Regions from separate parts of the Mus musculus genome. Here regions 2, 3 and 4 are each linked to region 1. A link is a contact called in public HiCAR-type, Micro-C and promoter capture Hi-C data. All regions are on one chromosome and are shown on one strand. The core of a region is the stretch at or near the end of the contact, and the rest is flanking DNA. Distances in the headings are between cores, read along the strand shown. Region 1 holds the start of Ice1 (interactor of little elongation complex ELL subunit 1). Region 2 holds the start of Irx1 (Iroquois homeobox 1). Region 3 holds the start of A930018O16Rik. Region 4 holds the start of Nsun2 (NOL1/NOP2/Sun domain family member 2).

Region 1 (6,002 bases), core at 1,608-4,107:
GTAGCACCCAGCTTTGCAGGCCTCTGCAATGCATTGCTGGGGTTTTGCCAGAATGTACTAGAGTGAGAAGATGAGGGTTTCTTCTCGGCTAAGGCAATATGCATTAACAATAAATAAATAAAAATAAACCCAACCAGCTGGGCAATAAAATTACTATGAAGATAAATCTGTAGGGATCAGAAGTAAGAATTGAACAATTGTGAGGGTCAACCTCCATCACCCTGGTTACAACATCACAAGCAACTTGGTGATTGGACCTATGTCCTGTGGCTTGTAGGAGGCTCAACTGGATGGTTTGGTGTGCTTCACATGGCACACTGTTCTCTCATGCATCTACCCTTTTGCCCTTCTCTAACTGTCCCAGGAAAAGAGAAAGACAGACAGACCGACAGACAGACAAACACAGACACAGACACACACACACACACTCACACACAGAGACAGAGAGAGAGAGAGAGAGAGAGAGAGAGAGAGAGAGAGAGAGAGAGAGAGCACAAGAGCATTCTAGAGAGGAACCAGTGTCCTGGCTCTCAACCCCACTGTAAGACCATTGATCCTTGTATCCACAGGAATCCCATGTTGGAAGAAGGAAATGGCTGAAGCCAAAAGCCAACCAGAACGGAAGCCTGTATCTAGACAAAGATTTTTCTCACCGTTTTGGCAGCTTGTCAGATAGCCTTTCAGCAGAAGCTAGAGCAGACACAATAGTGGGTTTATGATAGGAAGGACCACAGCTACCGTGACTACCCATGCATACTTCCTGCTCTCTACTTAAACCTAAACCCAGGTCAGGATTCTGAAGATGGGCTTTGGATCAGGGCTGAGGTTGGGGAAATCTTTTTTTTTTTAATTACTGGATCTTTCTTCTTCCTAATGTGACCACTTTGGAGATATCTTTTTCTGCTTTTAACTATAAAGTATGCCCTTTAATTGGCCTGTTGAGGTTGGGTGGCCAGACCTAGCTTGTTAGTTGGGGATTGACTCTGACCCAACCAAAACCCATGTTCTTCTTGTAACCTTACACATTCTGTTCGCCAGCCTCTGAGGAAACCTGGACCTTCTACACAGACTGTCAGGTTATGGGCCTGTCTTGCTTGGGTGCAAATAGCAATGACAAGGCATTCAGCTATTTCTGGGTATCTATATGGTCTTTCAACGTCAAAGAAGATAGCTTGAAGACAGAACAGGGTGTGAGGGTTTTGAGTTGCATTTTCCATCCCGAGGCTTAGGACAGATGTGCAGGGTCTGGATGCCCTCTTAATAAATTATAGTGGCTATTCCTGGTTGTCAACTTGACTATATCTGGAATGAACTACAATCCAGAATTGGAAGGCTCACCTGTGATCCTAATCTGGTGGCTGGGAGATACAAGTTTCTGACCTGGATCTTATCGTGGAGATTTTTTTTTTAAGATTTATTTATTATTATATGTAAGTACACTGTAGCTGTCTTCAGACACACCAGAAGAGGGAGTCAGATCTTGTTACGGATGGTTGTGAGCCACCATGTGGTTGCTGGGATTTGAACTCTGGACCTTCGGAAGAGCAGTCAGGTGCTCTTACCCGCTGAGCCATCTGACCAGCCCCTATCGTGGAGATCTTGAGGCATATACTGGCTATGAATCCCAAGAGATTAAGATTGGAAGCTCTCTGAGTTCAAGGTCATCTGGGACAAAGCAAGTCCCAGATCCAGGCATGGTGACACACACCTTTAATTTGGGCCGTATCTTCTGCTAGAGACCTACATAAGGACATTAGATGAAGAAAGATAGGCTCTCTCTTCTTTGCCTGCTTGCCCTGTGGAACTGAGCAACTGCTAGATCGTTGGACTTCCATTCACAGCTGCTGCTGACCATTGTTGGCGAGTTGGACTACAGAGTATAAGTCATCAATAAATTCCCTTACTATATAGAGTCTACCCATAAGTTCTGTGACTCTAGAGAACCCTCACTAATAAATGCAACACTGTTGTTGAGATTGGGACTTTGTAACCAGAAGATGAGGAGCCGCCAGAAACTTCCTAGTAGACAGATACTGATGGCAACAAAGTTTCTGAGGAGAGTGGATACAATGCTAGGATGTCAGCGAGAGTTCAAGCCCTGATTTCAAGTGGCTTTTAAAGCTGAATGAGGATTTCTTCTTTCCACCTCTCCAGCCTAAGGGTGAAGATGACTGGGAAACCGGCTCGAAGGGGTTTGTCTGGTTGGCTGCGTGCAGACACACCCCACACGTTAGTAGCAGAGCATGGAGCCCTAGAGGTTGGCCTCCAGGCGGTGCTCACCCTGCCGCTGCGAGGCACTCCGGGAATTGTAGTTTTTCTTCCGCTCCCTGCCTGTCTACTGGGAGAATAGTGCAGTAGCTCTGCAAGAAGCGTTCGCACTTTCCAAACCCAGGCTCGGGTCCTCCTTCGGTGGTCGGCATGCCAATGACATCGCAAAACCCCCGCCCCTTGGAGGCTGAAGGGATTTAGGCGTCTACACAGGGCCTGTAATGAGGCAGCTGACAGATGCACAGACAGTTCGTGAAGGCAGGCCCTGGCTCTTGTTCATCTCTTCCAAGATGTGTCCTAAGGCTTTGCTTTTTGTACGACCACGCTTCGTTCTGGCTTTTTGATCAGGCGGATCTGCGGGCAGCCCCGACGGGGGGCGGGGCTGGGTGGGGCGGGGACCTCGTGTGCTGTCGTCGCTTTGGGCCCTCGGGGCTGCGCCGCTCTCAAGTGCCCTGGGCTGCTTCGCTGGTCTGAGCCCTAGGCCGGCTCCACGGGGACCTTGGCGCACGCATGGACCTGCCCGCGCCCGGCGGGAAGCGGCCAGGCTGGCGGTGGCTGGGGCGGCGGAGCAGGGCCGAGGCAGCGGGCCCCTGAGCGCGCGCCCTGCAGGCCGGGCCGCAGCACCATGATGCCCGGCGAGACGCACCCGGCGGCGCCCGGGCCAGCCGACCTCGCGCGGTGTCAGGGCTGCGCCTCCCTGCAGCAGGTACGCAGGATCCCTGGCTGACCCTTTTGCGCCGTTTTGGGGGCGGGTGCCGGTGCTTTGTTTAATCACGGACAGAATTGGTTCAGCTGCTGCGATGCCGGCGGCGGACAGAGTGAGCGTGCTCTTCAGGACTCCTCGTCTTCCCGACTCAGGGTTTGCAGGGCCCAGTTTGGTTGGTGGGTGACGCTGTCTACGCGCGGAGGGAATCTTCCTCTCTGTGATGAAGGCCTCCTCGCACTCCTAATTATTTGTTGTTTGAAGGCAAGGGTTTTATGTTGCGTGCCCAGGTCGCTAGACTTCCAAGATTCCGGAACGGAACTGCATTTTAGCTTACACGTATCTATTAATATACTGCCAAGCTTAGCTTTTGTTAAGTAGCATGTTAGTTGTCTGATTAAAATTGTCCAATAAACATACGTGGGTCTAGGTAGTTTGTTACAGTGTCATGTCCTGTTCTTAACAATGGATCGCTGCAGATGGGTTCTAGGTTTTACTGATGCAATAGAAATAGTCCCCAGTGCTCAGGGCTGGAGACTCGCACAGCTTTCTGTCTTAGAGTTCCATTCACCTATTGTCAGTGGCAAAACGGAACTTGCCCTTGCTCCCGTTCAGTTCATCCCCTTTCTACCCAGTGTTCTAAGCACTGTTCATATTCTGGTAAACCACCTGGACACGGATAAGATGAACGTGCGCAAGTACGACTCGACAGGATTTTAGATGTTGGGAAGGAAATAATGGAAGATGTCAGGGGGTTCTGGTGAGGTGGTGTTGAGGCAGTGGGAGTTGTGAATGTTGAAAAGTAGCTCTGGAGATCGGTTTTAACAAGTGGGACGGTTTCTTGATGTTTGATGAGCAAAGCCTGTGGCAGCCTCGGGGTTGGTGAGACGAGATAAGGGATGCAGACTAGCTAGCTATCTGTGGAAGTTTGCTTTTTATTGTAAAGTGCAATGTCTCTGCGCCGATTCGTATGTTCTAGTTGCTTGGAGAATAGGAAATGGTTTGGCACTCTCATAGAGAAGATGGAGAGTCAAGCCATGTTGTAGCTAGGCCACATCGTGTAGGCATCTTATAACCCTCCCCTCCCTTAAAAGATTCTGAATGGAACGCTTCTTTAATGGACCATATTTGTGTTTTGAGCCTATTTACTCAAATTTTTTGATCCCCTGCTAGTTTATAACAATGTACGCAAAGAGAAGAGGAAAGTTACATTAGAAGCAACATATTGGTAACAAACAGGCAAAAGTAGGAGGGGAGAGTGGGTAAGGACCAGGCTTTTGGCTGCTGAGATTTTCTGGTCTTTGGAAAAATCGTATTTGAACAAGGTTATAGGAGAGCGAGTTCGGTTGATTTCTTTGAAGCCCGACATCCTAGTGGATGCCTCAAGGCCTGGGGTAGTTGCTTTCCTGGTGTGCTTGAGAAGACCGGTGAGGCCACAGCAGACTGAAGATTTAGGATTTGCAGAGGTCAGAAGAGCCAGAAGAGCCCTGGTTGTGTGGTTCTCATACACCCACACCGTTGTATGAGCTTGGGCTTCTCTGGATGAGGTGGTGGTGAATCATTGCAGGTATTTGAACAGACAGCTGTGTGACCCATTCTTCTTAGCCCTCTGGAGAGCTGCATTCACACACTGCTCACCAGGAGTCCCTGTCCTGTTGAGTGAGCAGTGCCATTGATTTCTTTAGGTTGCTTAGGCCAGAAACTGGTGGCTATCCTGGTGCCTTCCTTCTTTGACAGCCTGCATCCAGTCCGTTTGCTGGGTCTCTTGTTCCCACCGCCTGTCTTTATTTTGGCCTGGAAGCTGCTGCTTTTGCTTCCCAAGGACACCTTTGTTCCCTCCCTCCAGGTCACACTTTGGGGAGCAGGGAATAAAGGAGAGGTTCCTTTAGCTCTGTATAGGCCTGGTCTGTAAACCTTCTCCCTTAAGAGGCAAGATCATAAATAACTGTGCTTTGGGAAGTTGTTCACACCTGCTCACTTGCCACTGAGGTGTGAAAGCAGCCACAGACAAGAGTAAAAGAGCCCCAGGGCTGTGCTCCCACCAAGAGGAGGGTTGCTTCTGAAAAGGCTTTCCAGGCAGTAGTGTTTCAGAGCTAGCTTGAGCTCTGTATTTAATTTGCAAAGTGAGTCTGGCAAGATGGTAGAACATCCTAGGAGGCTCTGTGCTTATATCCTGTATGTTGAGAGATGGAAGCTTTTCTCTATTAATGTAACCAAAGCAAAGTATGTAGAAAAGCTTAAAAGTCACAGGTGGAAGGCACAAGATGAATCGACGAATGGGAGCTGTGTTTGATAAAAGGCAAATTATCTCACTAAAGTGATCTAGTGAGTATTAAGGGAGGAGTTCGTCAAAGCTCTAGGGGACAGAATGATAGCAGGAAAAGCCCTGGGTGTAAGAAGCAGAGCCGGGTGAAGTGATTGAATGGTTCTCAGGTCCAGGATGTGGAGGATTCCAGGGTTTCAGCCCTTGAGTACCCACATGAAGTGTGGTGGAAGAAGGAAAGGAAGCTGAGGTGGAAAGATTGTTGGAAATCTGGGCTTTAAAACCTTAGACTGGGGTGGTTTAGCTATTTTTCAGATATTTGTGAAATATATTTGGAATGTCCTAATGTACTTCCAAGGGACTGGAAGCCAGTTTTAGGTTTCTGTGGGCTTGGAGTTCATAATAAGAATCTTTTTCTGGTGGAGGGGTTAGGTAGTATTTTCAGTCACTTGAACTCTGACAGCCTTTAGCTTCTGTAGAGAATCTGTCAGCTGGGTCTGAGCCCTTGAATAAGAAAGCATGGAATAGGGAGGAGTAGAAAGAGATAAGAAGACTTACAGAGAAACTAGGTTGCTTGCCTGTGGGGAGGAGAAAGATGACTGAACATCATCACAGCAAGTGTTTGCTGTGTGTAGCTTAAATTTCTCTGGAGAGAAATAGCAGGAGAAGCCGTTGATACTTCTCATTCCTCAGAAGAAGTCCACATAGTCTTTCCCTCAGTTGCACCTGCTCTGATGCTGGGCCTTCATTCTGACTTGGAGTCTTAGG
Region 2 (6,002 bases), core at 1,849-4,348, 1.3 Mb before region 1:
ACAAACATTCACTTCTGCCTCAAAAGGGTGGAGCCCAAGTTCAGTTGACCTGCCAGAGAGTCCCAGCAGTCCTTAGCTTTGTGCTTGTTTCACAGCTTTGGGGCTACCAGACCTGACCAGGGAGTCCACTAGGTAGAGGCTTGGCCCACCTTTTACAGATTCCTAGGTCTGAATTTCTACTGCTTGCTTTTCCTTGACAGTCCCTGGGTTGACTCCTAGGAAATACTCTCTTGGCAGAGTCTCTCACTATCCCCATGCAGGGAAGGCTGCTTATGGTTCAGAAGATATTCCTGGTGGAGGGATCCATGGGTTATGGTGGTGTGGGTAAGCAAACTCCATGACCTTCACAGAGGACTCCTTATTCTGTATTGCTCCACTCTGTCCAAAACTGGCAATGAAGTGTGCCCCCCCCCCCACAAGGTTGTTAACTCAAGACTCCTATAGAGTTTCCAGACAGACCTGGATCACTTCTTCTGGCATATTACAGGAGCCATCAACATCTTGATCCCAAGTTTTCACTGTATGTTAAATATTGGGCAAAGGGGCTGCTTCTCAGCAGTTAGAGACAGGAGTTTCTGCTTCTGCTAGGGTATCCCCACCAGCTGCAGGTTTGTGGGTCATTTTATGACTCTCCTTTGTTCCTCACATTGCTCTCTACACCTCCCTGTTGCTCCCCACCCCTAGAGGTTCAAGCTTGGGGTTAGGAGCCACTGAGAAAGAGAGAAGGACCCATAGTCTCCGCTAGCACCTTCCAGAACTGGGTTTAAGCTCAGGTATCTTTCTTGCATCCCTGATGTGTGGCAAAGAACAGCCAACTTGCCCACACCTCCCCAACTGAGTCCACACCCTTGCTGCTACCCAGTCCTCAAGGGAAGTTACCAAAATTGCCCAGCTGGATCCTCTGGAATTATCTTGCAGTTTCCACCCATTTCCTGTCTTTGGTGCAGGAGACCTACATAGAGCGAGAAGTAGCAATGGTGGGCCAGTGGGTGTGAGGACAAAGTGTCCCCAATTCTCAATTCTTTCCCAAACCCTTTCCAAATAAGTCTAATAGACCTAAGGCAGGAGGCCCAACACCTGCAACTCAAGCAGACAGTTGTGGGAGTAATGACAAGCGGTAACCCCTCTGCCACTACATACTGGTAGGGAGATGTATTTGGACTGACTTCCTCCCTCCTTCTCTGAGGTAACAGCTCAGGGCTTATCTTTCCTGAATTTACCTGTCATCTGAAGTGAGTCCTGGGTTCACTGAGCCAGAACAATGGTCAGACCGCTCTTCTCCAGAACTTCCCTGCAGTGGTTTGTTTGTTTGGAGGATGTAAGATAAGGGTCCCAAGATTCTGGTTACAAGATGACTGAATAGCTGGGAACCAAGAAGAGGTCACAATTAGGAGCTTCAGAAGCTAGAACTCTGGGGGTTCCCTTGGGGTACCCTCCAGACTAAATCCAAGCAGGAAAGCAGGTCCTGACATTCCAAGGGGTGTTGGGGTCATGAAGTAGGCAGGGTCAGATGGAGGAAACAGCCTGATTAAGTGAGAAGATCCAACCCAGAGCAGAGAAAATGAAGATTACCTGATTTTCCCACTAGTAATTAGTAACTACTTTTAAGAGCTGTATTGTGCCTAATTACAGGCAAGGTTTAGTATCTGATTTCAAGACCTATAAGTGAGGACTTCCTGATGTTGCAGGAGACACCAGGCAAGCAAGTGTGCCTTAGCTGGTGTCCAGGGTCCCAATGGCCCTGGACAGCAGCATTCCAGTATGCATGTTGGGGCTCTCTGTCAAACCTGTCACTGTACCCCTTAATTCTCTGAGTCTGAAATTAGACCCTGAAGGTGAAGCTCCACCAGCACCGTGTGATGTGACACACTCAAGCCTCTGCCACATTATAGACAGCAGCAAGAAACGAGGCACTAGGAGTCTCTGGACATTTTGGTTCTGCACTTCCAATACCAATCTAGGGCACCATGAGCAGAAGCATCTTTCTCTGGTCAGCCGCACTGATTGAGAGAGGAGAGAGGAATGAGCATTTCAAGTCTGCCCTGAGAACAGAGCAGCCAGGCCCCTGGCTTTCAAATTGCCTGGTTCTTATTTTCCCAGCGTTTGAGATAGGAATTGGGCGGGGATGGGGGGGGGGGGTGTCGTGGGAGACTCAAAGACAGGGGACTGGCGGCTGTCCTGTCCTGTTGGACTGGCTAGTCGCAGCGCCACCTCAGGTACCTGAGCTCCACTCGTGTTGACTCTCCGCGTCTGCACACCTAGTGGACAAACGCAGGAGCCCAGGCCTTTCAGGCTTCTCCCAAACTGGAAGAGGGTGGTAGATGACTGTGGGCAAGATTTGCCAGTTCTTTTACCTTGCGAAGGTCCTTCCCCTCCTACAATTCTTTCCCCCACCCTCTAGGAGCTCTCCTCCGCTAGGCAGCGACCTCTCAGCTGGCTTGCCCATTTTAAAAGTTTTTATATTTGGAGAAGCTGACAGAGCGCGGCCGGCCACAACCCGATTCTCCAAGTGCAAGGGGGGGGGGGCAGCAATTTCCAGAGTATCTGTTGATACCAAGTGGGGCCAGAGAGACGACGCACCCTGTATCCGAGGTGTCAAGCCACGCGTAGATTTATCTGAACACTTCAGCCAAATATGTCCCATGGAGGTGCTGCAGAGCCAGCCACAGAGGAAAGGCTGTTCGCTATAGACTGTCCCCTGGCCCCAGGCCTCTTTCCCTGCCACCCCAGCTGTAGAAACGCAATCCCCGAGTTGCTTTTGTTAAAAGGGGATGGGGGAACAGATCTCCGTTGCAAAACCGGGTGTCAGACAGCTGTAAACCGGTGTCGACAGGTTGTCAAAAGCCGCGGGGGCTGGTTGGGAAGGAGCCTGCGGCCTCCGGACCCACACCAGCAGACGGGCCGTGCGCGCCCACCGGAGGAGGAGGTGGCCCGGCGGGCGCGGGGCACCACGTGCTCGCCGTGAGGGGCGGGAGCGGCCAGCGAGGGCGGGCTGGAGGCAGGGAGGGGGCGGGAGGGGAGCCAGGGGCGGGGCCTGTGCTCAAGGGGATGCCAATCAAAGCATCAACTTCAAATTGTGTCTGAGAGCCCCGCCGCCGAGCGGAGGGCGGCCGCCGCAGTCGGCGCGCGATCTCGGATACGGGCGCAGCCGGGAGCCGGGCGCCGCCAGCGAGCACTGGGCCGAGGAACAGCGAGCGGCCCCCGCCCCCGGGCCGGCCGGAGCGCGCCCGGCCCGCGGCCCGCAGCCCCCGAGTCGCGCCTCCTCGGATCGCCAGCCGGTCTTCTTGCCCGCGCAGTTAGTGTTGCCCTCCGCCACCACCGAGCCCGCGGACATGTCCTTCCCGCAGCTGGGCTACCCGCAATACCTAAGCGCCGCGGGCCCGGGCGCCTATGGTGGAGAGCGCCCTGGGGTGCTGGCTGCGGCCGCGGCTGCTGCGGCCGCCGCCTCGTCGGGCCGTCCCGGGACTGCGGAGCTGGGAGCGGGCGCGGGAGCGGCCGCGGTCACCTCGGTGCTAGGCATGTATGCCGCGGCGGGACCGTACGCGGGCGCACCCAACTACAGCGCCTTCTTGCCCTATGCCGCGGACCTCAGCCTCTTCTCGCAGATGGTGAGTGCTCCCGCCTCCCGCGCGTCCTCCTGGCCCGCACCCACGGGAGATCACCGCGCCTGGGGACATCGGGAGCGGCTGGCCCAACAGAGAAACAGAGGATCCGCAGGCAGTGTCTGGGAAAGGAACGAGAAGGGTCCTGCAGAGGGAATCCGGTGGCGGAGACCTCTTTCCCTGGGGACTCGGGAGTGCCCAGAGGCCCAGGCAGTGACCACTGTGGTCTTGGGAGGTTGGAGACCGGAGTCGAAAAGCGGGTTGCGCGCTAGTGGAGAGAAGCCTCCAGAGAAGGCCTGAGACCGCGGCAGGCTCTGGAGGTCCCGGGCAAAACCGCCAGGCTCCTCCAGTGCGACAGGGCAGGCCCGCCGGGCCCCCTCAGCCAGGGCCGCTTTACTAACACTGCCCTAACCTGGCGGCCGGCCTCGCCTGAGCGCCGCAAGAGCTTTCCCTTGGGCCCAGAAGACCTTCCTTCTCCCTCTTTGGCAGAGCAGAGATAGTTGCCCTAGACTTTGCCAAAAGGAACCGGTTAAACCTAGCGGAGTCGATCAAAAACATCCCAACAAACAATAGACATCAGCAGAGCAGAGAGGTCTCTTAATGGAGTGTGTAGGGACCATAGGAATCGGGGCTAAGAAATACTAAGTTGACATAAATTCTGGCTTCCGAAACGGTGTTTGCCTTTACTTTCGTAAGTTGCCAAACTTTTCATTTGAGCCGAAAGAAAAGCACTTTTCTTCCCGTGTTACATAAGGGAGAGTTAAAGGAACAGTGTCCCAGAGCTTAAAATAAATGGTGCTCTCCGATCTCCTGTCCCAGTGGGTGTCAGATGGGGGTGTGTGTTTAAATTTAATTCTCCACAGGAGTATTGGCCTGTCTGTCCTTCCGAATGATCACTTTTCCTTGGTTTAACGGAAAGGTCGGGCTGCTTAAACTTGAGGCCGCTAGCAAATTGCGAGGCGGGCACTGGTTTTTGGAAGGCAGCCCCCTGCTGCCCTGCTATCTTCTGGATAGAGCAATTTCCAAGAACCCTGAATTATCCAGTCTCTGGCAAAACAGACCAGACCAGACTCCTTTAAAAGGTTGGCCTCCAACTGTGCAGAAGCAAAGCGGCTAGCGCGATTTTCCGAACTTTTCTTGTAGTTTAGAAAGAAAGCCTATTTCTCAGTGGTCCGGCCAGCCAGTTGCCTTTCGGATGCTTCCCAACCAGGAAGATCAACCCCCATTTTGTTCGGACAGCCAATATGCCCCGGGAGCGATGAGAGATTTACAAGGTGCCCTTTCAAAAACAATTCCCAGCAGAGACGAGGCCGAATTTCTACTTTACGATTACAACTAAAATAATCTTGAAAAACGAAATGTACATTTTACAATGGCGAGGCACAAACGAATTCGGGCCAAAGAAGCCTCTTAGGCGCGGCCTCGATCGCTAAACTAATTAGCCAAAGAAATAAGCTTTTAGTAACTTTTTTAGGGTTCCGACTTCTTTTTTTTTTTTTTTTTTTTTTTTTTTTGCTAACCTGGTAACTGTATCCTTTTAAAAATTGAAGATGGAGGGTGATTTAGTTATTATTTTCGCGAGGATTTTTTTAACTAAAAATTTGAATACAGATGTGAGCCATTTGGGAATCCTGCCTGTGTGCTTGTGGGGGAGGGGTCTGCTCCCATTGTAGTGAGGTAGGGAAGGTCCACAGGAGGTTTTTGTTGTTGTTTAATTTTGTTTTCTCTTTAAACTAAAAGGAAAATAAAATTCGTCCCCTAAGGTGTTTGTGTTACCTCCAGGTCTCCTACCGGGTTCTTGGAAAGTAAGCCTAAATCCAAACCCTCAGCTGAGGCCTAGCTTTCCAATCTTTTATGATCCAGTATTTGGAACCCAAAAGATAAAATTGTGAGTGAATGTCTGTCTGGGCAATTTATGGTAATAATGAGGCCTAACGAGGCTGTTAGAAAGATAAAATGTTATTTACCAAAAACCTGATGGGATAATTTGACTTGCTGTGTTTTACTACTGATGATAAAAAGAATATTGATTGCAAATAAATCATGGCCTCTAAATGCCTGCAAACAGTTTCTGTTTGCTCGGCTGCAGATCAAAGTCAAACTTAAGAGATAAAGTAACCAAGAAGAGGCCCAGGAAACTGAACCGGTTCCCCTGAGCTTCAGCCTGTGGCTCCAGGGCCTGACGTTAATATTTTACTGGATAAGCTCTTCTTTTGTATTTAAAAAAAAAATGTGTTTTGTCATTGTTACTGAGGATGGCCAGGATTAAATTTTAAATTACCTGTCACCGCTACAGACCTCTAAGTGTGAGTGAGCCATTATATGCAGATTAATTTGAGAGGCAAAAAGAGGGCTCTGCTTTCATTTTAAATTGGTGGTGAATTTAGACTGAAGAGTGCC
Region 3 (6,002 bases), core at 1,711-4,210, 1.1 Mb after region 1:
GTGGAAACTGATGGGAACAATCTCCCTGCCCAGGGTTTTAAGGACTGAATTTTACTCTCAGTGTCAAGAAATATGCAGCTTCTATGGCTGGAGATGGCGAGGCAGTTAAGAGCACCTGCTGCTCTTGCAGAGGACTTGGGTGAGGTTCACGGCACCCATACTGTGGCTCATGACCTGTAGCTTCAGTTCCAGGGGATCTGACACCCTTCTGTGGCTTTCATGGATACCAGGCACACATGCAGTGAGCTTACAATACACACATACAAACATTTAATTATACACATAAAATAAAAAAAATAAATAAATCTCAAAAGAAAGGAATGAGCCGGGTGGTGGTGGCAGACGCCTTTAATCCCAGCACTTGGGAGGCAGAGGCAGGTGGATTTCTGAGTTCGAGGCCAGCCAGGACTATACAGAGAAACCCTGTCTTGAAAAACCAAAAAATAAAATAAAATAAATGAAAAAGAAATGAATGTACAGTACTGCTCCTGATTTACATAAAACATTTGTCACCAGACATATAACAAAACATTTACTCTAATTACAAAGACTTGTCTAGTGGCTGATTAATCAAAGGAGCATGTTAACTAAAGGCAGTGGCAAAGACAGAGCGTGAGACTATAAAAACCAAGGAAAGCACTCTAAGAAGAAAAAACTGACAGCACAGACGACAGACTCTGGAAGCTGGCAAGGGGACTGAGTGTGCGTGGCCATTCTACTAACACTCGTGGGAGGACCTACCTTCTGTGTTACACCGTCCTAGAGCTGATGTCCAGCAGAGAAGAGGACAACAAGCCTGTCTCTCCTTGGGGGCCTGCCATTCTGACAAAGTAGAGGGAACACAGAAAAACTATATATTGGATAGTCGGTGAAATCAAAACGTGCAGAAGCCCCTCTCATGGGTGCCTGAACAGCCTTGTAAGGAAACAGATATTCACAGATGTTCTCAGGTTATGGTGACATTTCTTAGTGTGTGCCCAATCCAACATACCAGGGGTCCTAAGAAAAGAGGCAGACATGGTGAAAGTGCCATGCAATGATGGAGTCAGGTTAGTGATGTGACTGAACAAGCAGTGCCAAGGAATGCCAAGAATAATAGACACCTGGAGGAAAGCAGGAAGCAGGGTAATTTTCCTTGTACAAACCTTCTGAGACATCATGGCTGCCGACATCCAGAACTGTGGAGGAGCAAACTTGCTTTCTGAGTGCCCGAATCAGTAAAATCAGGGAAAGAAATGGGGAAGCTGTAAGACCCAGTGTAAAAGCTCTGGGGCAGGAGTGTGCCTCACACTTGCTGCTGGTGCGTATGAGGTTTTGGGACAACCTGGAGAAAATGGGGAAAGACTAGGTGGAGTCTGGCAGGTTAGCAAGGCTGTTACATTTTGATCAGTGAGAGAGTAAGCTCCAGTAACATTCTGAGGCGATAGACGATCTGATTTCTTAAAAGTAACAACTTAAATATGTATGCATATATGCGTGGACATATCAGACGCTGGGATCACCGGCTGAGTGGGTTAAAAATTAAAGGGGGCAAAGGAAGGAATATGGGGAAAACACCTGGGAGACAATTTAAAAACAGACCAAAGACGGAGGTGACCAATGAGAAGAGAGGCAAGAATTTGTCTTTGGACAGTAGCAGAGCCAAGAGGAACGAGGGACGGAGGAGGGCAAAGACTTTTGCGCTTTTGCCCAGATCCATTAAAAATTGAGTTCAAACAAGAACTGTTTTTCTTTCCCGTAGTATTTAACACAACACACTCTGGGACAGGGCTTCAGGGCTTGCGTGTACTGTTTGCAATCGTCCTGCCTTGGCCTCCCAAACGCTGGAATTACAGGCACTCGTGACCACACACAAAGCATAGGCTCTGCTCATTGGCTGTGATCTCCACATACACCGGTGGTCAGAAAACGCCAGAGATAAAACATTCATTCGCATTAACGCTACTGACTGAAGGCAGTAAGCACGCTACCTGGCCCTTACTTCCACCTTGGTACAGTGTGAGAAGGGCCAAGTACTTGGTAAGGTTTGCTCCACGGTGGTACAGACCACGAGGGAAGCAGTTCTCTTATGCTCAAAATTAGCGGAGCCCGGATGCAGAGGCCCAAGGACGGCAGAGGCAGAGCGGGCACCCGCTGGGCTGGACCCGCACACCAAACGCACAGGACACCAGAGCTGCTTCCGGCTTCACGGGCCGTGGCGCCCGCACGCGGCGCATGCCAGAGCAGGCGCGTTTGGTGGAGCGCGTTGCGAGCGACGGGCCACGCGTGGCCGGCTCTGCCCAGTCACTCCACCGTACAGAGCACGCGAGGAGAAGGCGGGAGGGCGGGGGCTCGACCCGGTGCAGTCGCAGCGGTTTCGTTTTCCCAGGCGGTCCGCGACCGCAGCACACCAGCCGGCGCGGAAACTTCCACCCGGCACGCTGGCGTGTCTGCGCACGCGCAGCGCGGCCCACACAGCCCAGCGCCGACCCGCACCCGCCCCTCCGGCCCCGCCCTGTCTGTCTGGTCTGCATGCGCCCGCGCCACTGTCTCTCCGCCGCCGCCCGGAGCGCGCAGTGCGCAAGCGCGGTAACCAAGGCGGCGCTGTCTAGTGAGGATTTGAAATCCCCGCGCGTGCGCACTGCGCCGCGGCCCGCGAGGGAGGCCGCGCCCCCGCGCCGCCGCCCCCGCGCCGCCTCCCCGCCCCTCATTGGAGCTGAGGCGGCGGCCCCCATCCCTCTCCGTTCCCGGCCGCCGCCGAGGGCGTCTTTCCGCCGCCGCGCCGCAGGAGCGCCGTGACTGACTGACGGCCCGACGCTCTGGGCCCGCCCCCTCGGCCGGTCACCGCCCCTTCGATGGCCTCTCCCTGCCGCCCGCACGCTACGCCGCCGCCGCCGCGGCCCCCTCGCCCTCCCCGCGCCGCCTGAGCCACCGGGACCGCAGCTGCGCCGCGCGCCCCACCGAGCGCCGCCCGCGCCCATCCGCGCGCACCGGAGCGCGGCCCAGGCCCGTCCGTCCGTCCGTCCGCGCGGCCGGCCCGGGGCGCGGCGGGGCGGGGCGCGGCGGGGGCGGGGCGCGGCGGGCGACGCGGGCCCCGCGGGGGCGGCGCGTGGATGGATCCGCGCGTGGCCTGGATCCAGCCGGAGCAGAAGGGGCCGGCCAATGCCCTGTGGATGCAGATCTGGGAGACCTCGCAGGGCGTGGGCCGTGGCGGCTCCGGCTTCGCGTCCTACTTCTGCCTCAACTCGCCGGCGCTGGACACGGCGGCCGCGCCCGGGGCGGCGGGGCGCGCAGCACCAGCAGCAGGAGGCCCGGGGCCGGCGCCCGCCGCCTCGTCCCCGCCGCCGGCGCCCGGCCCCGCCGCGCTGCCCCCGGCGCTGCTTACCGCGCTAGGGCCCGCGGCGGACAGCGCAAGACGCTTGCACAAGTCCCCGTCGCTGTCGTCGTCGTCGTCCTCGTCGTCGTCCAACGCCGAGTCGGGCACCGAGAGTCCCGGCTGCTCGTCGTCGTCCTCCAGCAGCACCTCGCTCGGCCGCGCCGGCAGCGGCCGCACCTTCTTCAGCTTCGCCGACGGTGCTGCCCACGCACACCCGGGCCCACGCGGCTCCACGCCCGCCGGCTCGCCGCCGCAGCACCAGTTCCACCCGGGTCGGCGGAAACGCGAGAACAAGGCCAGCACGTATGGCCTCAACTACCTGCTGTCGGGCAGCCGCGCGGCCACGCTGAGCGGAGGGGGCGGCCCCGGGGCCCAGGCGGCGCGGCCCGGCACGCCGTGGAAGAGCCGCGCGTACAGCCCGGGCATCCAGGGGTGAGTGCGCCCGAGCCGCGGGGCTGCCAGCGGCGCGGGCACTTTAAAAACTCCGTTGGATCGAGATCCACCAGGCAGGGGGGATTGACAGTTCGGGATGGAGGCCTAGGGCTAGACTAGAAAGTGGTTCCTTTCTTTCCTCTGCTCCAGGGCAGGGAAGCAAGGGCTGGCTGTCAGAGTGGGAAGCGTTTACGCGTGTTCTTTCCTGTAGGCTAAATCCTGTATCTTAGTGTAGTGAGGTTGAATGTAAAAAATTTTTGTTCCCTTTTTTTGAGACAGTAGGTTTTTGGTATTGGTGCAGTTTAGCCATCAAGTGAGGTTTAGAAGTGGAGTCTTGTGTGTGTTGAGGTTACCTCGTACGTTTTAATTTTGGGCAGACGTTCACAGAAAGACCGTCACCTGGGGTTTCTGAAAACCACCTAATAGTACTCAGGTTTTTTTCCTGTGAACTCACAGGAAGGTGTTTTCATTTAAAAATTTTTCCATAAGGCTCAGAGGACCTTAGCGGTTTAATGTCCCCAATGACAGCAAGGTGGGGGTGTTGGTCTGGAATTGCCCCAGGTGAGACTTTTCTAGTATGAAGCTCTTCATTCAACCTATTGGTTGAATTTCTGAACATCTAGAAACAAAATAGTGGTTGTGTAGTCTCAAGACTGGTGAGCTTGATTTGCCTCAGTTCCTGCCGCTCTTAAAGGGCGTCTAACCTCCCCCCCTCCCCCTCACTCCAGGGAGCGACATCCCCAGTTCAAGTCCACCCGGGTGGTTGCTAGGCCCTGGGACTCCTTTGAGGTAACTTCTTAGGGGGCTGTTTGCGGTTTGAGGTCTGTGGGGAACACGGATACTCTTTAAGGGGTTGGGGGTGTTACATAGAAACAGTTGTCCCCTCTGCAACTTGTTTCACCTGCCTTGGATCTTTGGGTCGGGATTCTCCAGCATGCACTACAAATCCAGGAGGAGCCTGGTTTCTTCTGCCAGTTCCCCCGCAGTGCTTGCTTGTAGAACTTTGTGAGACAGGTGTGGCCGTGGACCTACGGGAGGTTTCTGGATTGTTACATAACTGTAATGGACATGGTGTCTGCCGGGAGACGGATCCTAGCCTCTGACAGAGTTCCACTTGGGTACTTAGGCATCAGCAGCATGATCTGCCCCTCGGTGAGAGTTGTGTCCCTTGATGTGGTCTCTCTGGTGGTCTGTAAAGCTGGTCAGCCTCTGTGTGTTCTTCTGTGGCGTTTTGTTAGTATGTGTGCCTCTGTGGGCTAGGTGTGCTTTTAGAGTCTAGCATGGGTGCAGTTGGCATGGGTGGCATGTATTTCTATTGATCCCACAAGCATGGTCCCTTCTTTAAATACCCTCCCTTCCTGGTACAGATGAACATTGCCACCTGGGTATTCATACTTGGCTCCTGTCACCCTACTCCCAAGTCTGTAGTTCTTGATTAGCCGCTGTCCCCCAAGTCTGGGTCTCTCTTCCTATGTCAAGCACATTGTAACCACTCTCTGGAGGAGGATGCTCAGGCAGTCCAAGACTGGGGTCTTCTGTGCACTGTGGCCTAGCCTGTGTCCTTGGTCAGCAGGGTCAGTGGGATGAGGTTCTACCAGCCCCCAACTTTCACGAGAGCCTCCATTACTTCCCCCACCCACCCAAGAGAGATGAAGGCCTGACTCGGTGGTGCTTGGGCTCTGCCACTCTTCTTGCCTGAGCCCTGCCTCAGAGCCCCACTTGCTCACTTTAGGGTTCAAAACCCAGCTAGAGTTTAGCGTTGGATGCTGCCTGGTGACTCTTCCTTTTCTGTCTAGGTGGCATGTGTTGAATGGTGACTCCTGGAGGAGGAGCTTGCTAACTGGCTTGGCATGTGTGCGTGAGAGAGTGCCTCCTGAGAGGGTACCTTGTCTGTTTCCTACTGTGACTGACCTCTCGAGGGGGTGGGAAGGAATTAGTGAACGGGCACCAGTAGAGCTGAGCCCTATATGTTAACAGTAAAGGTGGCTCCAACTATTGCTGGTTGCTCTCACGTGAGCTGATCTTGGATGGCAAAAAAAGGACCTGTCTGAAGCTAGTCTTGTGCTGTGTGGGGCCAGCACCAAGCCTGGCTTAGCAAGAGACACAAGTAAGGTTAAGTGTTGGCTTGAGCGTGGCCCAGTTAACAGTGAGGGGGCCTGTTATGTTAGTGAGAGGCTGCTGAGCTTGCTTTCTGCTGCTGGGGACGTGCCTTTGG
Region 4 (6,002 bases), core at 2,257-4,756, 1.0 Mb after region 1:
TTACAGACTCAGTCTCGCTGACCAGGAACTGATGGAACTTTGCCAACAACGGGGACTTCCTCAAGATTTTCCGACTTAAGTTTGTATGCCAGGCAAGTTCTTCAGGGTACCTAGAGACGGAAGATGTTGACCATTTTCATACAATAAGGCATGAGTAGTAGGCAGTTACATGTTTGATAGATTCCTGATTATGATTTTGTTAGTCTATTTTGTATGTCTGTAAAAGCAATTCTATAAGGAAACAAAAGAGCTTGCGTACAAAACCCAACCCTACACCCCCTCCCATTCCTGGAAACCACAAATGCACTCAGTTTTAACAAAGTCTGTTATCAGCTATGCAGACTGAAGAATGAAGTCTCCTGTCATTTGTGTCACTCTGAGGACATTCCTTCTTTGTGAAGTCAGTGATCGGGACAGGTGTTATCTACACCTGGCCTGTATGTATTCATCTACATGCAGGAACAAGGGCTTTGATGTGACTCACGACACTCTGCTCACCAAGCCTACTCAACCCAGCATCAAACTAAGCAGGTCGGACAGTAATTAATCTCTGTGTTGGCACTGACTGTTACACCTGAGACAGGACAATGAATTCCTGTAACAAGTCACAGAGGTTCTGTGTATCTCTGTAGCCATGGTAACAAATGGGAAAATGAAATCAGGCTGACTGGAAAACAGACTCAAAGTGACAAACTTGAAACTTGGAAGTGACACAGAAAAATAGTTCTTAGACCCTGCTCAACCGTTGTGCACTAAGATACTTCTGTTAATTTCCATCTAAATTATGAAAAAGAAATTTTCTGTGGATGTTACACACAGCACTCTTTGATGTATCAGACAATTAAAAACAACTGAAATATTAACCCTGCTTCACCAGAGGCAATTCCATCGACGCCACCAGTCTGGAGTCCTAGTGAGATATTGGAGAAATCTTCTGCACACTGATTTTAGTGTCTGACATCCAGGACTCATTTAAACGGACCTGCTGTGCTTAACATGGTAAGGAAGGATATTGAAAACCCAAATAGCCAGTGAAAAATGGCAAGCGATATTCCATGATTAAAAAAAAACACAAAAGATTACCTAAAAACAAAAGACAACATCAATATACCAATAGCCAAAATGCAGACATGGTAGCATAGGCCTTCAATCTCAAAAGAAGAGGGGATTGTCTCTCTGAGTTTGAAGTTCAGCCTGTTCGACATAGAAACTTCCAGACCAGCCATGATTAAATAAGACCCTGCCTCAAAATGAAAAATCATTAAAAAAAAAATTAAAACCCATAGTTATCAGAAAAGACTCACTAAATTCACCTTTATATAGAAACTGCTTAAAATATTTTTCTTTTGTGAAAATTTTACCTAAAAATCTTAAATATGAAACCATAATTAAAAGTTTCCTTAAGTTCACTCAGGGTGTGGAGCATCTGAGCTGTTACTGAGCATTTCAGGTATTAAATATGAAATCCTACACCTTCAGAGCCAGGGATCACAGGTAATAAAAGGGCTGTCATGGGAGCAGGAGTGCCTGGCTGCTGGATACAGGGGAAGCCTGACTGAATGTGAGCCTACAGGCAGGCTGCGCTGGGAAACACTGGCACACAAGCCATAGCAACCTGTGATGAGACTGGCAAGCAGAGCTTGTCTTCCCTTCTACTCGGAAACTAGGATGTGGAAAACTGGTCATTGTAAAAAGAAGTTCAAGAAGCAACTCAGGAACATCAAGGAGGAAGCTGGACCCAAGACCAATTAACCAAACTCATTAACTCAATTAACTGCGAGTCACTGATGAACATGTGTACCCCAACCTCATGTTAATAAAAGCACTACAGGAAAGAACATTAAGATGCTTGAAAAGAGGCAGATGATGGGGGCTGGGGAGACGTCTCAGTGGTTAAGAGCACTGGCTGCTCTTCCAGACCAGAGGTCCTGCGTTGAATTCTCAGCAACCACATGGTAATGGGATCCAGTGCCCTCTTCTGATGTGCCTGAAGACAGCCTCCCTGCACTCGTATACATACATACATAAATCTAATAAGGCAGATGATGCTGGTACATGGATTTAATCCACCCAGCAGAGGCAGGTGGATCTGAGTTTGAGACTAACCTTGTCTACAGGTTTCAGAACACCCAGAAATCCTGTCTCGGAAAACAGACAAACAGATGCTTGAAAAATACATCCAGGGACTAGGTACACGGCTCAGCAGTTAAGAGTACTGTCTGCTCTCTCCCTCCCAGAGGTCCTTCCCAGCAACCACATGGTGGCTCACAACCATCTGTAATGAGTCCTGTAATGCCTTCTGGTGTGTCTGAATACAGTGTACTTATATATAATAAACACGTAAATCTTTATAAGAAGAAAAAAAAAGGAAAGTACAACCAAGCTCTTTAAGCCGACAGTGACTTTAGAGCTGAGAAGTGCATTAAAGGGGGTTGGGGACCTAAGAAACACCCAGCACGAGGAAGCATTCTGTACCCACCAGCTTAGTGGTTGTGGAACTTCAACTTTCTGTCCATCTACTTCCAGGTCCTCCAACTCCTTAAAGTACTTGTTCTTCAAGCAATGGAGAATCTCTTTGGCATGGCTATGGAAAAAAAAAAAAAAGCAAGTTTCACAGTCATCTAAGAAGGTGAGTTGGTAAGATTTAATAGCTTTAAGATTGCCAAGTGTTTTAAACGTAAAACCAGTTCTGAGAAGACGTTCCATAAGCGCTCCGGGGTGTGCAGACTTTTTAACACCTAGGCCCTGTTAACATCTAAGAAAGCAACACCATCAATTTTCTAACTCCCTCCAGTTCACTGTTCTGTTGGACACACCTTACAAATAAGGTAAAAGCAATACTGCATTTTGTCACAGCTTCAGTTTTTAATTGCCACGAGTCTTGCGGACAACGTACTTTGACGTGCAAGAGAGGCAAAGATTCCTGCTGCTCTGATGGTCCCCCATAGGACCCAAGTCTTTCCCGGGTCGCGTTTTCTATTCATATTCTAATGTCCCACCGAGGACGTTCCTGTGCACTACAGCCCCCAAGTCCACACCTCAGAAAAGACACAGCAAACGTACCTTTTGTACCCAGTGATTCTCAGTGTGGCTGGGAGAGGTTCTCGGAGTGACTCCATGAATTGGTCCCATTCTCCCTCTGGCACGATCTTGAGTTCCTGATAGTAGTGCTCGAAGAGCTTGTTCTCCTTTACGATCTCGGGATAGCCACCTTCCCAGCCCTGCCAGGAAAGCGACAGGTGAGCAAGCTCCGACCGACACCCGCGAACCCGGCCCACGAGCAAGCTCCGCACGCGCGAGCCCACCAGACACCCCTCTCGTCCCCGCGCCTACCGCCTGGCCTCGCTTTCTGCCGCCGTCGCTGGCGTCTTCCTCGCCCTCAGGCTGCGGCGGCTGCTGGAACCGCCGGCCCCGCGCCCGCCGCCCCATGGCCCACGCGGCTGCACACGCGGAGCGCACACAGCGACCCACCAAACCGCACGCACGCTGCACTTCCGGCTGCATCCCGAGGACCCCGCGGCTGGGTCCTAGCAGAGGCAGTCAAAAAATATGCCTGAAAGACACAACATGCTCCCGCCGAGAACTCACGCAAAAAAAAGGGTGGTATTCCTATAGAGAACGTGTTTCCTCAAATCAACCTTAAACGCCACTGAGCGTGAATCTCCCCGTCTTACACAGAGACTCAGGCACCTGCATGGACGACCTGATCGTAGCGCGTGCGCAGAGAGTCATGGAGTGTTGTCCGATCTGTCGCTGTCCGGGTTAGACTGTGGAGGGGCGTGGTTGCAAGTTAGGCGGGGCGGAGCGAGAGTCTGTTTCGAGCGAAGAGGCGGGGTCTTTGCTGTGTAGGCGGGACTTTGTGGGTGATGCGAGGCTCTGGTGCTCCGCTGTGGCGCTGAGGGGGCGGAGCTCCGGCAGAACTTTTCGCGAGCCAAAGGAGCTCTCAGCCAATGTGTGTAGCGCTCCAAGATCGGGCGGGGCTCTGAGGAGCGGGGCTCGAGACTAAGGCGCCCTCCCCCCGAAGAGGCGTGGCTCCCTGTGTGGGCGGGGTTTTACCCAATCGTTCTCTCGTTTGGATTACGGGCGGGAGGGTATCTTCTGGTGGTGCTAGCCTGTGCTCCTGTCTCCGCCCGAGCAGGTGGCTCGCCCCTCCCCTGGGCAGGTACACCCTGCTGGAGCGCTGGCCCTTGTGGGCTGCTCTGCGCCCTCCTCCTGAGCTTATATGTGGCTCCACTTGGACATCCGAGCATGGAGCACGCTGCTCGACCTCAGCTATGGAGTTGGATGAGTTGCGCCTACTGGATGCGCTAGTCTACCTGGAGGGTTTCCTGGCTTTCGTGGCCTTCGTGGGGCTCCAGATGGTGGGCTCTTCCTACGGCCGCTACTCCTCGCAGTGGTCCGGCCGCCGAGTGCCCGCGCGACCTGCCTGGTTCCTACAGGAGCTGCCTTCAATGGCCTGGCCGCTGTACGAGTGCATCCGTCCTGCAGCCGCCCGACTGGGCAACCTGCCTAACCGCGTCCTGCTAGCTATGTTTCTGATCCACTACGTGCAAAGGTAATGGTCTTCCCTCCTGCGCTTGCTCCCGAGGACCCGCGGCTCAGAGACTTAATTCCGAAATACAAAGGATTGTCTAGAAAGGGAGGTAGAAAGGACCGCACAGAAGCGGTGGAAGTTCGTGTCTGGTCAGGGATAGTGGCACAGTGGTCCGGATTTCTTCCCTGCCCATCTGCAGACTCCGCCCTAAGGAGTATCTGCGATGCCATCCAAGCTGCATTTCTACTGTTTCCCCCTTGGGGAATCTATCCCTGGTAGCCTGTCCCATAGCCAGGTGACCTAGCTTCAGCTTGCTAACAACCTACTCTGGAACCACTGTGGACCCCGAATGTGGACTGGAGCAATTTCAGAGATGTTTTGCTTTCTCTGTGTGAGATGGTATGAATCTTTCCCAGGAGGTGTTATGTGAAAAATGTTTTAGTGACCGCCTCAAGTCTTTGGGTTTTCTAATAAACTGGACTGGACTGTCTCTAGGTCTTATCTTTAACTGACCCAACATTTATTAATAACGTTTAAATGTTTTCATCTAGATTCTGAAAAGTGCACAATTAAAAAAAAAAAAGGATGTCTCTATATCTAAGGAAGTTGAGTTCTGTGACATTTGGGACATGGGAAAGTCTCTTATCCTCTCTGATCCTAAAGTATTCATTTCCCAGAGAGGCTGGGAGAATGCATTGTTGTGTTAATAGCCTCTGCTTTCTTAAATCCAGTGAGGAGAAAGAATGAGTTTCTAGATCTATTGCCCAAAGTCCACTGTGGCCACTATGGTACATGAGTTGATTGATCTTTTGCTGTTTTGTTTTGTTTTGTTTGTTTTTTCAAGACCGAGTTTCTCTGTGTAACAGCTTGGCTGTCCTGGAACTTACTTTATAGACCAGACTGGTCTTGAACTTTCAGAGTTCCACCTGCCTTTGCCTCATGAGTGCTGGGATTAAAGATGTGCACCGCCACCATGCAGGGCTGGGGAGTTGATTTTTGACTGATTTCTTGTCAGTATTAATGCAGGCCCTTTATATGAGGGCACAATCAACATACAAGGAAGACTGAGTTCTGTGTAACCCAAATTGTTGATAGAGTATTCCAGAAGCTGAGGAGATGGCTCAGCAGGTGCATAGCCGTTCAAGCCCAAGGACTTGAGTTTGCATCCCACACAAGATTCTGCAATACCAGTGACCCTGTAGGGAAATGAATGCAGAGATGAGAGAACCCCTAGGGCCCAGGAGCTAGGTAAGATGGTGGTATACACAGCAGCGAACAACAGGTAGAAGGTAAATACCGACAGCCGAAGGTGTCTTCTGACCCACATATATGCATCTCTTCTGTGGCATACGCGCATCTCTCTCCGTCCCTCCCTTCCTCCATCCCTCCCTCCCTCCCTCTGCCCCTCTTTTCCTTCCTCTCTCTCACACACAGACACACACAAGTACAAAAAAGATATGGCCTATGA

The links. Hi-C and Micro-C count contacts between places; a contact is called where the count stands out from the background. HiCAR-type assays count read pairs that join an accessible place to other places. Capture Hi-C pulls out chosen DNA fragments and counts their contacts.
Region 2: a HiCAR-type map of astrocytes shows a contact between it and region 1, with 3 times the contacts expected there. The contact joins the promoter of Irx1 here to the promoter of Ice1 in region 1. A contact is called at or near these places in 2 of 484 Hi-C or Micro-C datasets (B cells and embryonic stem cells), 3 of 115 datasets of contacts at active chromatin or transcription factors (astrocytes, large pre-B cells and stem cell-derived neural progenitor cells) and 1 of 9 other capture datasets (embryonic stem cells).
Region 3: a contact with region 1 is called in a Micro-C map of embryonic stem cells, with 8 times the contacts expected there. The contact joins the promoter of A930018O16Rik here to the promoter of Ice1 in region 1. A contact is called at or near these places in 7 of 39 promoter capture datasets (the C10 cell line, cranial neural crest, hematopoietic stem and progenitor cells and 4 more), 9 of 484 Hi-C or Micro-C datasets (CD4 T cells, CD8 T cells, Th1 cells and 5 more), 7 of 115 datasets of contacts at active chromatin or transcription factors (astrocytes, embryonic stem cells, large pre-B cells and 3 more) and 2 of 9 other capture datasets (adipose tissue and liver).
Region 4: a promoter capture Hi-C map of liver shows a contact between it and region 1, with 3 times the contacts expected there. The contact joins the promoter of Nsun2 here to the promoter of Ice1 in region 1. A contact is called at or near these places in 6 of 39 promoter capture datasets (the C10 cell line, embryonic stem cells, hippocampal neurons and 3 more), 19 of 484 Hi-C or Micro-C datasets (CD4 T cells, CD8 T cells, LSK cells and 11 more), 11 of 115 datasets of contacts at active chromatin or transcription factors (the 230-238 cell line, Th17 cells, astrocytes and 7 more) and 3 of 9 other capture datasets (adipose tissue, liver and macrophages).

What each region holds. Positions count from the first base shown.
Region 1 is chr13:70,634,489-70,640,490 of GRCm38.p6, reverse strand. It overlaps Ice1 (interactor of little elongation complex ELL subunit 1), which reads left to right and starts at 2,857. Exons shown (of 19, transcript NM_144837.3): 1 at 2,857-2,974. The coding sequence starts at 2,894.
Region 2 is chr13:71,960,819-71,966,820 of GRCm38.p6, reverse strand. Irx1 (Iroquois homeobox 1) reads left to right here and starts at 3,098. Exons shown (of 4, transcript NM_010573.2): 1 at 3,098-3,608. The coding sequence starts at 3,333.
Region 3 is chr13:69,531,273-69,537,274 of GRCm38.p6, reverse strand. A930018O16Rik reads right to left here and starts at 2,960. Exons shown (of 1, transcript XM_011244606.3): 1 at 1,824-2,960. The coding sequence starts at 2,960. The coding sequence ends at 2,079. It overlaps Tent4a (terminal nucleotidyltransferase 4A), which reads left to right and starts at 3,411. Exons shown (of 13, transcript NM_198600.2): 1 at 3,411-3,787.
Region 4 is chr13:69,609,520-69,615,521 of GRCm38.p6, reverse strand. Nsun2 (NOL1/NOP2/Sun domain family member 2) reads right to left here and starts at 3,506. Exons shown (of 19, transcript NM_145354.5): 1 at 3,334-3,506; 2 at 3,064-3,221; 3 at 2,480-2,584; 4 at 5-110. The coding sequence starts at 3,429. Srd5a1 (steroid 5 alpha-reductase 1) reads left to right here and starts at 4,059. Exons shown (of 5, transcript NM_175283.3): 1 at 4,059-4,555. The coding sequence starts at 4,275.